Regions from separate parts of the Sus scrofa genome. Here region 2 is linked to region 1. The links are chromatin contacts, called in public Hi-C maps. All regions are on one chromosome and are shown on one strand. The core of a region is the stretch at or near the end of the contact, and the rest is flanking DNA. Distances in the headings are between cores, read along the strand shown.

Region 1 (6,681 bases), core at 1,323-3,822:
CACAGAACATTAATTAAGGTGCAGTTATAATACAGACATTGGTTGGTGCCCAACATAATGAAAGGAGCATCACATCACTGCATGTAAAAAAAATATACGTTGGTTTTTAAAATTCTCCCTAAGAATACGCTCTTAAAACAAAAAGTTATTATCTCGACAAAAACCACATTGAATAATTTCCACTCATCATGTCTGTTTGTAGTAAAATCCTGCCATCTCAAAATAGTACATCTACAAGTAAAGTTATACTTTCATACCGCAAGACAAAATAACCACTCAAATGCTCTTCCAGGCAAACTCTGCCAATGCCAAGTCTCAGCGATGGATGTGTCACAAGTAGAGTGAGGTCGTCTCACTTGTTCCTACAACATCACAGACAGTTGTTACTACTCTCATCCAAGAGATGCTCTTTACAGAAAGCCTGAACAGCAGGAGACAACCAAGTGTCAAGGGTTTCTTCCCTGACCCAATACCTCTCATTTTCTCAGATGAAGGTTTTGGTCTGTCCAGAGCCAATAAACAGAGTTACAAAGAGCTTAAGCTAACAGAACTCTGCACCTAGTAAGTCAGAACAGCTAAACCTTCTGTGACATCAACACAGGATATTTCCTAACAACATAATAAATCCAAAATGTCTGGATAATCCATGGAAACAATACTCCCAAACATCTTAATGCAACACGATTTTATATAACCAGCACAATGATGAAGCCCAAATCCAAAAAATTCTACATTTTAATGGCCCTCTATTACTGAAACTCAAAATAATGCACATAAACCAATCTGCAGTCAGTTCTATTCTGCAGAGCCACATAAAATCAAATGCCACTAACTTGGAATCATTAGAGATTTAAAAAATAAAAGCAGACACACCCTTGCTTTGAAACACTGATCATCCTTTCCAGTTAGCATACCGGAATTTCAATTTCCTCTTTCACCTATACATTCTGGAAGAGTCTGATTAGTGACATCTAATGTATCCCATCTGCCATCCCACACTGAATAAATGAATTGTAGAAGTGGCATTTAGAAAGGAAATTCCCTGTGCACTAGCCCAGTCTAAACAAATGAGGACGTTGGAACAATCTCCTTCTGACCAGATACCAGCTACATTGGCCTTGGTGGTCTGCCCTTCTCAATCCCCTCCCCAAACACATCTGCAAAAAATATGCATATGAAAAATACATATAAACAAACAAATGCAGTCAGTTACAACCACAATCCCATTATTCGTGGCTGAACACAGTAAGGTAGCTATAAAAATCAATCTGAAAACAACTTACCATCAATCATGACACATTTAGCAAATAATCCTTAATAAACAATCCAAATATATAATTGTATTTGATTTACAGAAAAGGCAAACGATGAAAACAAAGCAAATACGGATCAAAGAAATCATTTACCATCCATCAAATATATGTAAGTTCCTTTCAAAACAATCTATTGAATGTTAATAGTTTTTTAAATGCCTCAGGGACATATGAACTGAAAAATATCAATCTTTTCAATTCAAAAAATGGTTTCCTATAGGAAAAATTCACACTGTAGTATTCATCAAAGAGTATTGTAATGTCTGTAATGTCATAGCTGTGAAGCTCTAATCAATAAACATTAACTTTTCACATACGAATAAATTAATGGATTGTTGGGTTGTGGTTTACAGATTACCGGAGATCCACAGAAAGACACTGCGACTCCAGGCACAGACTGCACCATAGCCTCCGCAAACCACTGGGCCTGGTCCTCCCTGCAGCCCCTCCCTACGGCTCAGGTCCCTAGGTCCAAGATCAGATTCCGGTCTGCAATCGAAGGCTGACTCCCTCTGCCCGCATCAGCACTGCAGGGCACCCCTTCATCCCAGCACAGCCCAACAGGCGAGGCGGGAGGGGTCACTCAAAAAGAAGACTCCCCCCTCATAGCTAGGTGACCTGGTCCTCCTGACGCCACATCCAGCTGAAGCAGCATGACAAGGTAGAAAGAAGCAGCTCCGGGTCTCAGTCAAGGGCAGCCCAGGGCCTGGGTGGGGCCGGGCGGGGGATGCTGGCGCCGAGTGGCCGTGCCAAGCCCCGCCAGCGAGAACCCGGAGAGGCTGCGATACTGCTGCATTGTGCTGCATCACGGCGAGGGCACCGTGAGCCATCCATCTTGCCAAAAAAATCACATCCCCGTCCAGATAAACCTACCGAATCCATTTTGCTCCTCCGCCACAGTCGCCCTCTTCTCACTATCTGGTCTGGCTTTTGGAGAAATAACGGACACGGTCTGTATACTGATCCCCACAACACTCCCCCCGCCCCACCCCATCTGATAGCAGGCACTTGGCATCTTTCTTATCATAAAAACAAAGGGGATGCTCTCCCCCAAAAAACGAGGGCCGCGGGCGTGGTGTGAAGGCTGATAACAAGAGGGGCTTCCAGCACAACACCCCAAAGGCAGGCCCGGAGGGTCCCTGCGCTGGCACAAACCTGTTGAGGAGCGGGTGGCAGGATCTCAAGGGCGGGCGCGTAGGCGACTCAGCGCCCCAAGGCGGCTCCCGCCCAGCCCTCAGAGAGCAGGGACGGCAGGGAGGGTGAGGGGCGGGAGCAAGGATGGGCGGGGGTGGGGGGCGCTGGGCCGCCGCCTCCAGTTCAGCTGCAGCGCGGCGCAGCCCGAACCACGCCTGGTCGCATCCCCCGTACCGTTACGCGCAGAGCCGGGCCCTGTCAACACCGCCCCCGCTCTCCACCAGCCAGGGCTGGAGCAAGGGCACCCGAAAATATACGCTCCCTGCTGCCCACTCCGCAACCACCCCCGCGCCGGGGGCCGCTGCGCCCTGCTGGAGGGAGAAGGCGGCGGAGGCAGGGAAGAGGAATCCGCGCCGCTACGCCCGGGGATGGGGCTGGGCGGCCGAGGTGCGCACCGCGGCTCTGCGGCCACCTCATTGCGGAGCCCACCGCCCTTCACCCGCACCGCCCCGCACCGTCTGCGTACTAAAAAAGCACTGGAGACCTGGCTCCCCGCGCCGCCCCCAACCGGGCTCGGCAGCCTCCCCGCCCCCACGCCGCTCCCCCAGCGCAGGGCAGCCGCGGGGCAGCGGCGTCCTCCCGGCCTGGGCCCGCGCCCCTCCTCCCGCCGCTCCGGAGCCAGCCAGGGAGGCAGCCCCAGTGAGTTGGCATCTTCCTGTCTCAAGCCCCCTACCTACCTCCCGCGGATAGGGGGTTGGGGGCGCCGGGGTCCCGTCCTCCTCCCGCTCCTCGGCGGCCGGGCGGGTGGGCCGGGAGGCGACTCCGCGGGGCTGTCGCGGCTGGGGCCGGGGCTCACAGGACGGGACCGGTGGGCGCTGCTGCGCGGGGCTGCGCGCTTGCTCCGGGAGGAGAGGCGGCCGAGGGAGGGACTGGAGGAATCCGCAGCCTGCACGGCAACAGCTGCACTGATTCCGGGGGCTGGGCGGGAGCACGGGGCGGGGGGAGGAGGGGAGGGAGCTGCAGGGAGCGGGCGAGGGGCGGGGAGAGGGAGAGCGCGGCCGCGGGCTGGCGCCGAGTGCGCGCACACACACGCGCGCGCAAACGCTCTCTCCCGCACACCCCTCCTCCTTCCTCTCCTCTCCTGCGCTCCTCCCTTCTCGGTCCCTCCCTCTCGTTGGTCCTAAGCGCTGGCCCGAGCTCGGCAGCCGCCCACCCGCCGCCGCCTGCTCTGCGCGCAACCCGAACCTCAGGCGCGTCCACGCTCTCCCCGCTGAGGCGCTGCCCTGGCCCAGCGCCGACCTTGTCCCCTGCCGCGGGGACTGGATGGGCCTGGCCTGGGCAGGGTGGGCACCGCTGTCGCGATGTCCGAGCCAAGGGACAATGGGGGCTTTGTTTCCGCAGCCGGCGAGAGCCAATTTCACGTTTAATTTGAGGGTAATTCGATTATCGCCATGGAAAGGGGCAGCCTAATTTTCTACGTGACTTGTGCAGCCTCTTTTTGCCCGCGATATTTGCTTTTGGAAGGCGATGGAGAGAGCATGTTGAGGGAGGCTTCAGAGCGTCGTTTGGTTGGTTTAGTTTTAGATCTAGGTGGTGATGAGGCTTTATACCGCCCGGCCTAATGAGTTATGGTGACTTCTCCATGGGAAACCCTGGAATGAGGGCAGTTGTACCTTAGCGAAGTCAAAATCAACCCCCTTAATGACTGCTTTTTCACGCTTTCCCTCGGGGTAGCTGGAAACAGACCTACAAGTGGTTTGTCCAACTCCTGCATCTCTCGCCCTAATACCGCTTCACCCTTAACTAATTCAGGTGCCCTTCCCAAGCCACTCCTAGGAGTGGGGAGCTGCTGGCTGCAGTACAGGCCCTGCAGTGTTTGAAGGGCTTGAGTTCCCCTCCAACCCAGAGCGGCACCCTAGAGTTTTTGTCAAGTGCTGGTGAAGGTTCTCAACCAGCTTGCGCACCCCGTTAATCTCCCAGGTTATGTAGAAATTCTGGAACCGCCGATTTGAGGAGAAAAGATGGTGTCATGACTATGACCACGAATAGAAACGCTCTTTGGAAAACAGTCTGGATAAACTGACTTTGTGCCTACTCTGTAAGTGCCCAAGGCGGCAGTGTAAGTCTTCAGAGGGAAGAGGGCCTTTCTCCATTAAAAAAGCCCTATGTCTTTCCACCTGAAGATCTGACTCTCAATCCCTGAATAAAAAAAAGCAAAAATGAAAGACAGTCAAATAATTTGGATCATGTTTGCATCTCAAATCTGTAGACTTGGGGCCTCATAAGTTTATATTTTTGTATGTGTTTTTTTATTATGTATTTTTAAATGAATATTTTAATGAGATTGCCCCAGCAAAGTGAAGGTGATTTTTCCTTTTAGGCCTTCACCATCAGTTTGAATGTTTGTACCAGTGTTTATTATTGATATACATGAAAAAAAAATTGAGGAAGGCAAATAACTTAGCTTTTTTCTCAGAAGGTTGATCAATACATCCAGGAGAACTCTCAAAGGGCAGGGTTCTTTCTCTCTTCACTGTTTGTACACAGCAGGCACTTAAAAGGTACTCAAAAAATATTTGTTGAATAGAATCATGTGCATGGCTGCCCTTATTAGGTAATGCTGGAAATGAACTAGAAACAAAACTGTTGTTTCCCTTTCACTTATTTTGTGCCAGAGCCCCCAGCTTCTCCCGGCTCCCAAGGTTAATGAAATACCAAAGAAAACAATGGCCACGCTGGGAAATGCCTGTTTAAATTCTTCCAGTGTTACTGAAGTGGTGACTCTTCACTGCTTCCTTTATCAGTGCAGATATCAACAGTATTCAAATAAATCTTCATTTGATGGGTGAGTCATCTCCCCTACCCCATTCCACTCCCACTTACTTTTTAAAATTTTCCTTCAAAAAGGGAAGTCACACACAACTTTAACAAGGTACTCTAGTAAGGTGGCAGTAAGTATTCCAAAAATGTGAAAGACAAAGATTCAGTGTTTCATTAAAAATACTTGACTAGCAATTTTAAAGTCTTACTTTTTGGTGCGGGGGGAAAAAAGAAAAAAAAGCATCACCCAAAAAGAGCCCAGTTTACCACTGACCAAGAGAAAGTAACAGATCAAAGAAAAGACAGTCTAAATCTGGAGAAACTATTGGAAAAGACATAGCTCTGTGGAAGGCAAGAATCTAGAACAAAATGAAAAGACTTATGTAGTAATGATGATAACTCAAAAGGATTTTTCTCAGATATCTCAGAAGCAGCTTTTCTCAAGTTTATCCTCACCTTAGAATGAAGGTTAATTTAAAAGTACCTAGAACTTGGAGGTCCTTTCATGGCTCAGGGGTTAATGAACTCAACTAGGATCCATGAGGATGCAGGTTCCATCTCTGGCCTCGCTCAGTGGGTTACGGATCCAGTGTTGCCGTGAGCTGTGGTGCAGGCCCGCAGCTGCAGCTCCAATTCATCCTGTAGCCTGGGAACTTCCATATGCCACAGGTGCGGCCCAAAGGAAAAAAAAAAAAAAAAGAACCTAAAACTCATCAGTTTTCTCTCTCTCTGTTTTTAAAAATATGTGAGTATGTATAGCTTTGTCTCCCATAAAAATACTTTATTACAACATTTTTGCAGATACAGTTATTTTAGCTTTCCATTCAAAATGTAGGGGAAAATCTTGTACACATATATATTAGTCACAATAGACCAGGTTATGATATTAACACCCAGTTCCCAAATCTCAGTATAATATGCAAGTTCCAGATCAACAAAAACTAATTTATTGCTTATACAGAGTCAGCTGTGGTTCCAAGAGACTCTCTGGGGAAGCTGTCTTCCAAGTGTCATCTCAGCATTTCAAAATACTTTAATATTTTGCTAAGCCCATGTCAGTGGATACTTCTAATATCCATTGCAAGGGAAGAATGTGATGGAGGCTTAAGTACCAGCAACTAAATACTTCCATTCAGAAATGACACAAGATTTTCTCCACTCACATTTCATTTGCCAAATCAAGTCATGTGGTTACACATGCAATCATGTTGATGAGCAAATAGTATTGTCTGCCACAACCTGTTTCATTTAGAAAAGAGAGAATTGTATTTCAGCTATTTCCATGATTATATTAACCCAGTTAAAATCCATCTTTTATTGTACCAATAACAACTTAAAATTTAAAAATCAGAGACACATTTAAAAAACTTGAATAATTTTTTTTTCTCATTTCTAGTACTCTTAAACTTGACTT
Region 2 (6,681 bases), core at 1,178-3,677, 140 kb after region 1:
GGCCTGGGTGCTGCTGTAGAGCCCTGTCAGAGAGAGGCAAGTAGCAGACAAGGCCAAGTAAGGCCTCTGGAGAAGCCTTGGCTTTTTCTCTTCAATGGCCAAGGGAGAACAGTGATCTGATGTTATGTTGTAAAAAGACCACTCAGATGGCTGCATTGAGGAGGCTGCAAAGGGGCAAGGGGAGCAGCAAAGACGACTGCAGTATCCAGCCAGGTAAGATGCTTGTCCTTGGGCAGGATGGGGATGATAGCAGAAGTGATGAACTGTGGTGGATTCTAGATATACTTTAAAGGTAAAGCCTACAGAATTTGCCAGTGAATTAGATGTGGGATGTGAGGAGTGAATGATTCAAGATGACGTCAGGAATTTTAGGCCAAACAGTATGTGTAAAGTGCCTGATACACAGCAGGTGCCCAGTAAACCATTTTTTTTTTTTTAATGGAGCAACCTTCAATTTTATTTATAAGTGAATGAAGCCAATCTACATGTTGTTTCATTAAAGCATCAAATAGTTTTCCTGCCCTAAAAAATCTGCTGTGCTCCTTCGATTCATGCCTCCATTTCCCTTTGGCTACTTCTGACTTTTTTTACTATGTCCATAGTTTTACCTTTTTTTTTTTTCTTTTTAATGATTTTTTTTTCCATTATAGCTGGTTTACAGTGTTCTTTCAATTTTCTACTGTACAGCAAGGTGACCCAGTCATTTTAAAAAGTACAATTGTAAGCGCTCAATGCTAGAAATGAAAGGTAGGAACGGCATTGTTAGAGGGAAAGCCCTGATGGCTAGAAGACCCATCACCTCGGATCTCACTTAACCCTCCCCTGAAGGAGGAGAACATTTTTCGGAAGGGGAAATAGAAAAACCAAACCCCAGCACTTACTGCTGCTTATCCTCCTTTCCCTCCATGAACTCCTACGGCCTGACCCGAGGCAATGAGGAGCCTCACGGGGGGACAAGGGACTAAGCCCTGCCAGGAAAGGGACGCGTGGAGAGCCGCGACTGTGACCTGTGCGTTGCTAAGAGACAGCAGTCTCTGCGCTCAAGGCCTCAGAAAAAGGCTTGAGGGGGGAGGGGGACGCGGAGTGCGCAGGCGCAGTAAGTAACAGAGGCGGCTAGGTGGCTTGCTGTGCTGCTCCTCCGCGGGGAGCGGGCGGCTGCCCGGGTCTCTCCTAGTCCTTCCCGGGTCTACCTAGGCTGCACATCCTGCGTTTGAACTTGCCTTTCCTGTGTCGGGCGGGCAGGGTATTTATCAGTGCCCATTCGGTCCTTGAGGATCAGCAAGGGGCTGTTTCGAAGCCTCCCCCCCCGCCCCCCTGCAGCCCTTGGCTTTGGGGCCAGGAGCTGCGCTGCTCGAATCCCTGCATCCCGCATCCCGCTCGCCCTTCGAACCGGCAGGACGCTGCTGCCCAGGCTTTGCTCACGTCTGCTGGAGCTGGCTCCAAAACTGCGAGCAGGCAGGAGAGAAACTTGTTTTCCCGTGAACCATTAAATACTGTGCAAGTCATGATTTGCTGCGCCTGGGCTGCCTAGTCTTTGCATGAGAAAGCTTGGCTGTCGCTGTTCACGATTTCTGACACATCCTGGCGGCAAGCATTAAAAAAAAAAGCAAGGGAACACTCATTTCAAATGAGGCTCCCCGCGGTGTATGCATCTGCTCCAGCCACAGCGGGGTTCAGAATCAGGTGGAAGGGACTGGAGGCTATGGCGGCAGGTTGAGGCTTGTCCATGTAGCACTTACCCCAAAATAGCAAGGTCCTGGGAAAAACAGTTGATGACTTGTGTCCACCTTCTGGCCTTGGAATTTCTTACCTCATTTCACCATTGCTTCCCAATTTCCACTACCAGAGCCAAAAGTCTTTGGCATCTGTTATGGTAACTCATGCATTTCCCTGGATAATAGGAAAAGGAAATACCTTATTGAGTCAAATTCTCCTATATATCAGGCTATGCATGTGTATGTGTTTTGTAACCCGGAGTCAGTTGTAGTGTATGTTTCCATTTAACTGGGGAAATGTTGGTCCTAGGACTCATTGTACGTACTGTGAGCCTAATTCCTTTGAGGAAGAAGAGTGTATGAATAGAAGTTACCTAGATACCTGAGTGTGGACCTGATTGGAGTGTGTGGGATGTATAAATAAATATGGGGAGAGTGGATTGAAACCAAAAGCCAGGGAATTAACATTAATGAGCTCCTGCTTGGGAGCCTAGCATTTGCTCTGCAATGTTTTAAATGCCACATACTTAGCTGGTTTTATTCTAACCATCAAACCGTGATTATGTATAGACCTTGCGGGCGGTCAGCATTTGAATCTGGTTTTGTTTTTGTTTTTGTTTTTTTTTCTTCATTTTTTTAAAGTTTTATTGAAGTATAGTTGATTTGCAATGTTGTGATCATCCCTGCTGTACAACAAAATGGTTCACTTATACATGTACACACATCCTTTCTCTTTCAGATTTTGGGGGGTTTGGGAATGGCATATGCACACTGATGTATATGGAATGATTGGCTAACAGGGACCTGCTGTATAGCACAGAGAACTCTACCCGATATTCTGTGATAATCTATGTGGGAGAAGAATCTGAAAGTGTTTGACTCTTGATTCCACCACTGAGTAGCTGGTTCAGTTGGGCAAATTTTCTAATCTCTCTGAGCCTCAATTTCTTGGTCCACTAAATGGGAAAAAATGGCTAGGGTTGCTGCAAAGTGGAGATGGCTAACACAGGCAGAGTAGGGAGAGGAGAGCCAAACACATGTTAAGTTCTTGGATATCATTAATTATTATTTTTATTGAGCAGTTTGGTCTGCATATGCTACTAGATGTCTTAAGGCTTACAGAACCCTCTCATCACTCTTGCTAATTCCTATTCCAATCTTCACCAATCTCTTCAAGTTCCTGGAACTCCTCACCCTCAGGGACAATCCCAACAGCTTGACAGGAAAAAATGAGAAGTTTTCTCAACTTTATCACTCTGAAAACAACGTAATCACCTGAATTTGGAGTTGCCATCGTGGCCACAGCAGAAATGAATCTGACTAGGAACCATGAGGTTGCGGGTTTGATCCCTGGCCTTACTCAGTGGGTTAAGGATCTCACATTGCCGAGAGCTATGGTATAGGTTGCAGATGTGGCTCGGATCTTGCGTTGCTGTGGCTGAGGTGCAGGCCAGAAGCTGTAGCTCAAATTCGGCCCCTAGCCTGGAAATCTCCATATGCTGCAAGTGTGGCCCTAAAAAGCAAAACAATTTTTAAAAATCTAATTGTGCCTACCCCAAGGAAGTCACAATCCAGTTATGGATGCGGGGAAAAAACTGTAAACAGCATTGATATGTAACAGCATTATATAACTGGTAGTCACAAGTGTTCAGTTTTGGTACAGATATACCGTATTATTACAAATTATAATAATACAGTGTTATAAAAATGTGCCAATGATTTATTATTGGAACATCCTCTGCAGGGCACTGCAAAATAATATGGATTTTTATAATAACTATTGACTTCTTTATGTAAAAAAAGCACTGGACTGCTATTATTTTTTTCTGCTACTAACTAGCTAATCTGACCTAGCAGAGACGCCTAAACCTCTCTGCTGCAGATTCTCACTTGTAAAGAAAGGTAGTCAGATTAGATTATTTTTATGATCCCTTTTAGCTGTAAAATAGAGGTGATTCTATTGGAAAATTCATGTCTGAAAAAAAAAGATCAATGAACATACAGGCCTGAATGATACATGTCATTTTCTCATTTGTGCTAGGTAATTTGAATACTTGTCAGCAAAAAAGAATTCAAAGTAGTGTACTAACATTGCGCAAGTTAAAAATACCAGTGCTATTTGAGCTAGAACACCATATGTGAGGAAACACAATAGGATGGAAATTGCTCATCCAAAATGTTATAGATGCAGAAAATTGTCAACATTTTTTTTTTCAAACCATAGGAAAATGCCAAAAATAATGACAGTTCAGTTGTATAACCTCATAGGAAAGCTGAGGCTCAGGAAGATCCAACTTTTTCTCATTTCTTTCTTTAGTGATGTGATAAAGGAGAGGACTTTAAGAATATGGCAGAAAGCCAAAGCTATTTTTAATTTTATTTATTGTTTTAAAGATAGGTTGTTTTTTGCCTCATATGCATGTATGGTAAGGATTAAATGGCAAAATGCTTGCAGAGAACTTAACACATAGTAAACACTTGTTAAAAGTTGGCTCTTAGTATTCTTCCTATTTGTATAATTAGTAGGATAGAAAGTTCATCAGGTATATACATTGCATTGTCTTTTTTTTTTTTTTTTTACACTGCCTTCTTTTAACATCCTTTCAAAGTACATTTTGTTCTTTTTTAAAAAATTTTTATTGGAGTAGACTTACAATGTTGTTAGTTTCAAGTGTACAGCAAAGTGAATGAGTTATACAAATACATATATCTTTTCTTTTTCATGTTCTTTTCCCATATAGGTTATTACAGAATATTTAGTAGAGAACCCTGTGCTATGTACTTGGTCCTTGTTGATTATCTGTTTTATGTATAGTAGTGTGTATGTGTTAATCCCAGCCTCCTAATTTATTCCCCCCTACCATGTTTCCCCTTTGGTAGCTATTAGTTTGGTTTCTGAATCTTTAGGTCTTTTTCTGTTTTCTAAGTGCTTTGTCTTTTTTTTTTTTTTTTTTTAAGGTCTTTTAAGTGCCCTGTGATGCCCCCAGGCAACCATTTCCCACTCATACTGGAGCAGAAACATTAATTATAGATAGCTCACATCCTGTCTGCTGCTATTCAAAAACCAGTCTTTATTTTACGTTTTGTCTTTTTAGGATTGCACCTGAAGCATATGGAAGTTCCCAGGCTAGGGGTCATATTGGAGCTGTAGCCACTGGCCTATACCACAGCTACAGCAACACAGGATCCAAGCCTCATTTGAGACCTACACCACAGCTCACGGCAATGTGAGATCCTTAACCCACTGAGCAAGGTCAGGGATCAAACCCATAACCTCATGGTTCCTAGTCGGATTCATTTCCGCTGTGGAAATGTAACTCCTTATTGTAGTTTTGATTTGCACATTCTCTGCAATTGGTGGTGCTGGGCATCTTTTCATGGTTTTTTGTTTTGTTTTGTTTTGTTTTTTGCCATCTTTGGAGAAATATCTGTTCAGATCTGACCATTTTTTAATTGGGTCATTACATTGTCTTTATTTCATTACCTTAGCCTATATGAATTTTATCAAGCCAAATATACATTAATTTGAGAGCAATAAGAATGAGAGATGTTGAAAATTCCCATCGTGGCTCAGTGGTAACAAACCTGACTAGTATCCATGAGGACACAGGTTTGATCTCTGGCCTTGCTCAGTGGGTTAATGGATCCAGTGTTTCCATGAGCTGTGGTATAAGTCGCAGATGCAGCTCGGATCTAGCATTGCTGTGGCCGTGGTGTAGGCAAGGTACAGCTCCAATTTGATCCCCAGGCTGGGAACTTCCATATGCTATAGGTATGGCCCTAAAAAGACAAAAAAAAAAAAAAAAAAAAAAAAAAGAACCAACAATGTTAGTGTTAGGTTTACTCATCTTTGAGGATGGACAAGTTCAAACAAATTACAGATACGAAAGAGTTCTGAGTTTTCCTCGGGTCTAAATTCAAAGCAATTAACTTATATCTCACCTTTAAGAGGAAGGGATTACAAAACAATATGAAGTGTTCATCTCTTAAAAAGTAAAAATCTCTAGTGTAAATCATATAGATTACTCTGATATAAGTGATGTGGATGTATACATGGATATGTTTATATTTATTCCCTATGGATGTATGAATTAAAATCTTAAAAATTTTTTGAAATCTCTGGAGATAACTAAAACAATGACAGCCTGAATTACTCAAAAATCATTACTAGAGATCAATAGTTTGGAAATTCACTGGATTGAAGGAAGAATTCTGTATTTTATGAATTTGGAGTGTTCTAACCACTTCTGTAATTTTATGATTCGAGGTTCATTTTGAGATACTCCAACTATGGTCGCTTATATAGAAGGTGTATAACCAAATAGCGAATGAAAAGCTGGTCTTGGGTGACTAAAACACTAGAGGGTCATTTTGGTACGATAGCAGTATTTTAAACTGAGCGATTGTGTCATAAAGATTCGTGACTAGCTATGAACATATAAATTCTTAAGGAAGGAACAATGCAAAATGAAATATGGTTGGGGTGTTAGCATTATCAAAAAGTTAGGAGTCACTGTCTAAACTGTCTAGTTTTGATGGTTTTCTGTGTCTTCTAGCTTCTTTTTTTAGGCTGATTTCCCTTGTTCTATCTGAAGACTTCCAGAAATATAAACCTCTTCCTTGTAGGTTGTGACCATATCTTATCTAATTATTGAGGAATCCAATATGTACTGAGTGCCTTGCATGCTCTGGCCTAGTCTCACTGGACCATGAGATTTTAATTTATTCTTTTGAGATTCTCAGCCCCTAGAAAAGTACCTTGCAAAAAACAGGCCCTTTAAACAAGATTGTCCCAGGAAAATTCTTCTTTATATCCTACCAAATATAAACTACTTTTCCTTTTTAAGTGTTTTTTTTTTTATGGATACAGGCAATAATTGTTCAATAAATGTTTTAGATAATTTTTATTTATTTTATTTTATTTTAGGGGCACACCTGCAGCATATGGAGGTTCCCAGCCTAGGGG

The links. A called contact is a pair of places that touch in the nucleus more often than the background predicts.
Region 2: a contact with region 1 is called in a Hi-C map of embryonic fibroblasts, with 1.7 times the contacts expected there. The contact joins the promoter of C3H2orf73 here to the promoter of LOC106508926 in region 1. A contact is called at or near these places in 1 of 5 promoter capture datasets (liver) and 1 of 47 Hi-C or Micro-C datasets (embryonic fibroblasts).

Annotation. Positions count from the first base shown.
Region 1 is chr3:86,780,898-86,787,578 of Sscrofa11.1, forward strand. It overlaps LOC106508926 (protein transport protein sec31-like), which reads left to right and starts at 2,573. Exons shown (of 3, transcript XM_013992762.2): 1 at 2,573-3,146. The coding sequence starts at 2,592. It overlaps SPTBN1 (spectrin beta chain, non-erythrocytic 1), which reads right to left and starts at 3,419. Exons shown (of 36, transcript XM_021088218.1): 1 at 3,185-3,419.
Region 2 is chr3:86,921,080-86,927,760 of Sscrofa11.1, forward strand. C3H2orf73 reads right to left here and starts at 2,428. Exons shown (of 5, transcript XM_003125145.4): 1 at 882-2,428. The coding sequence starts at 907. All of the region lies in intron 2 of LOC106508926 (protein transport protein sec31-like), which reads left to right.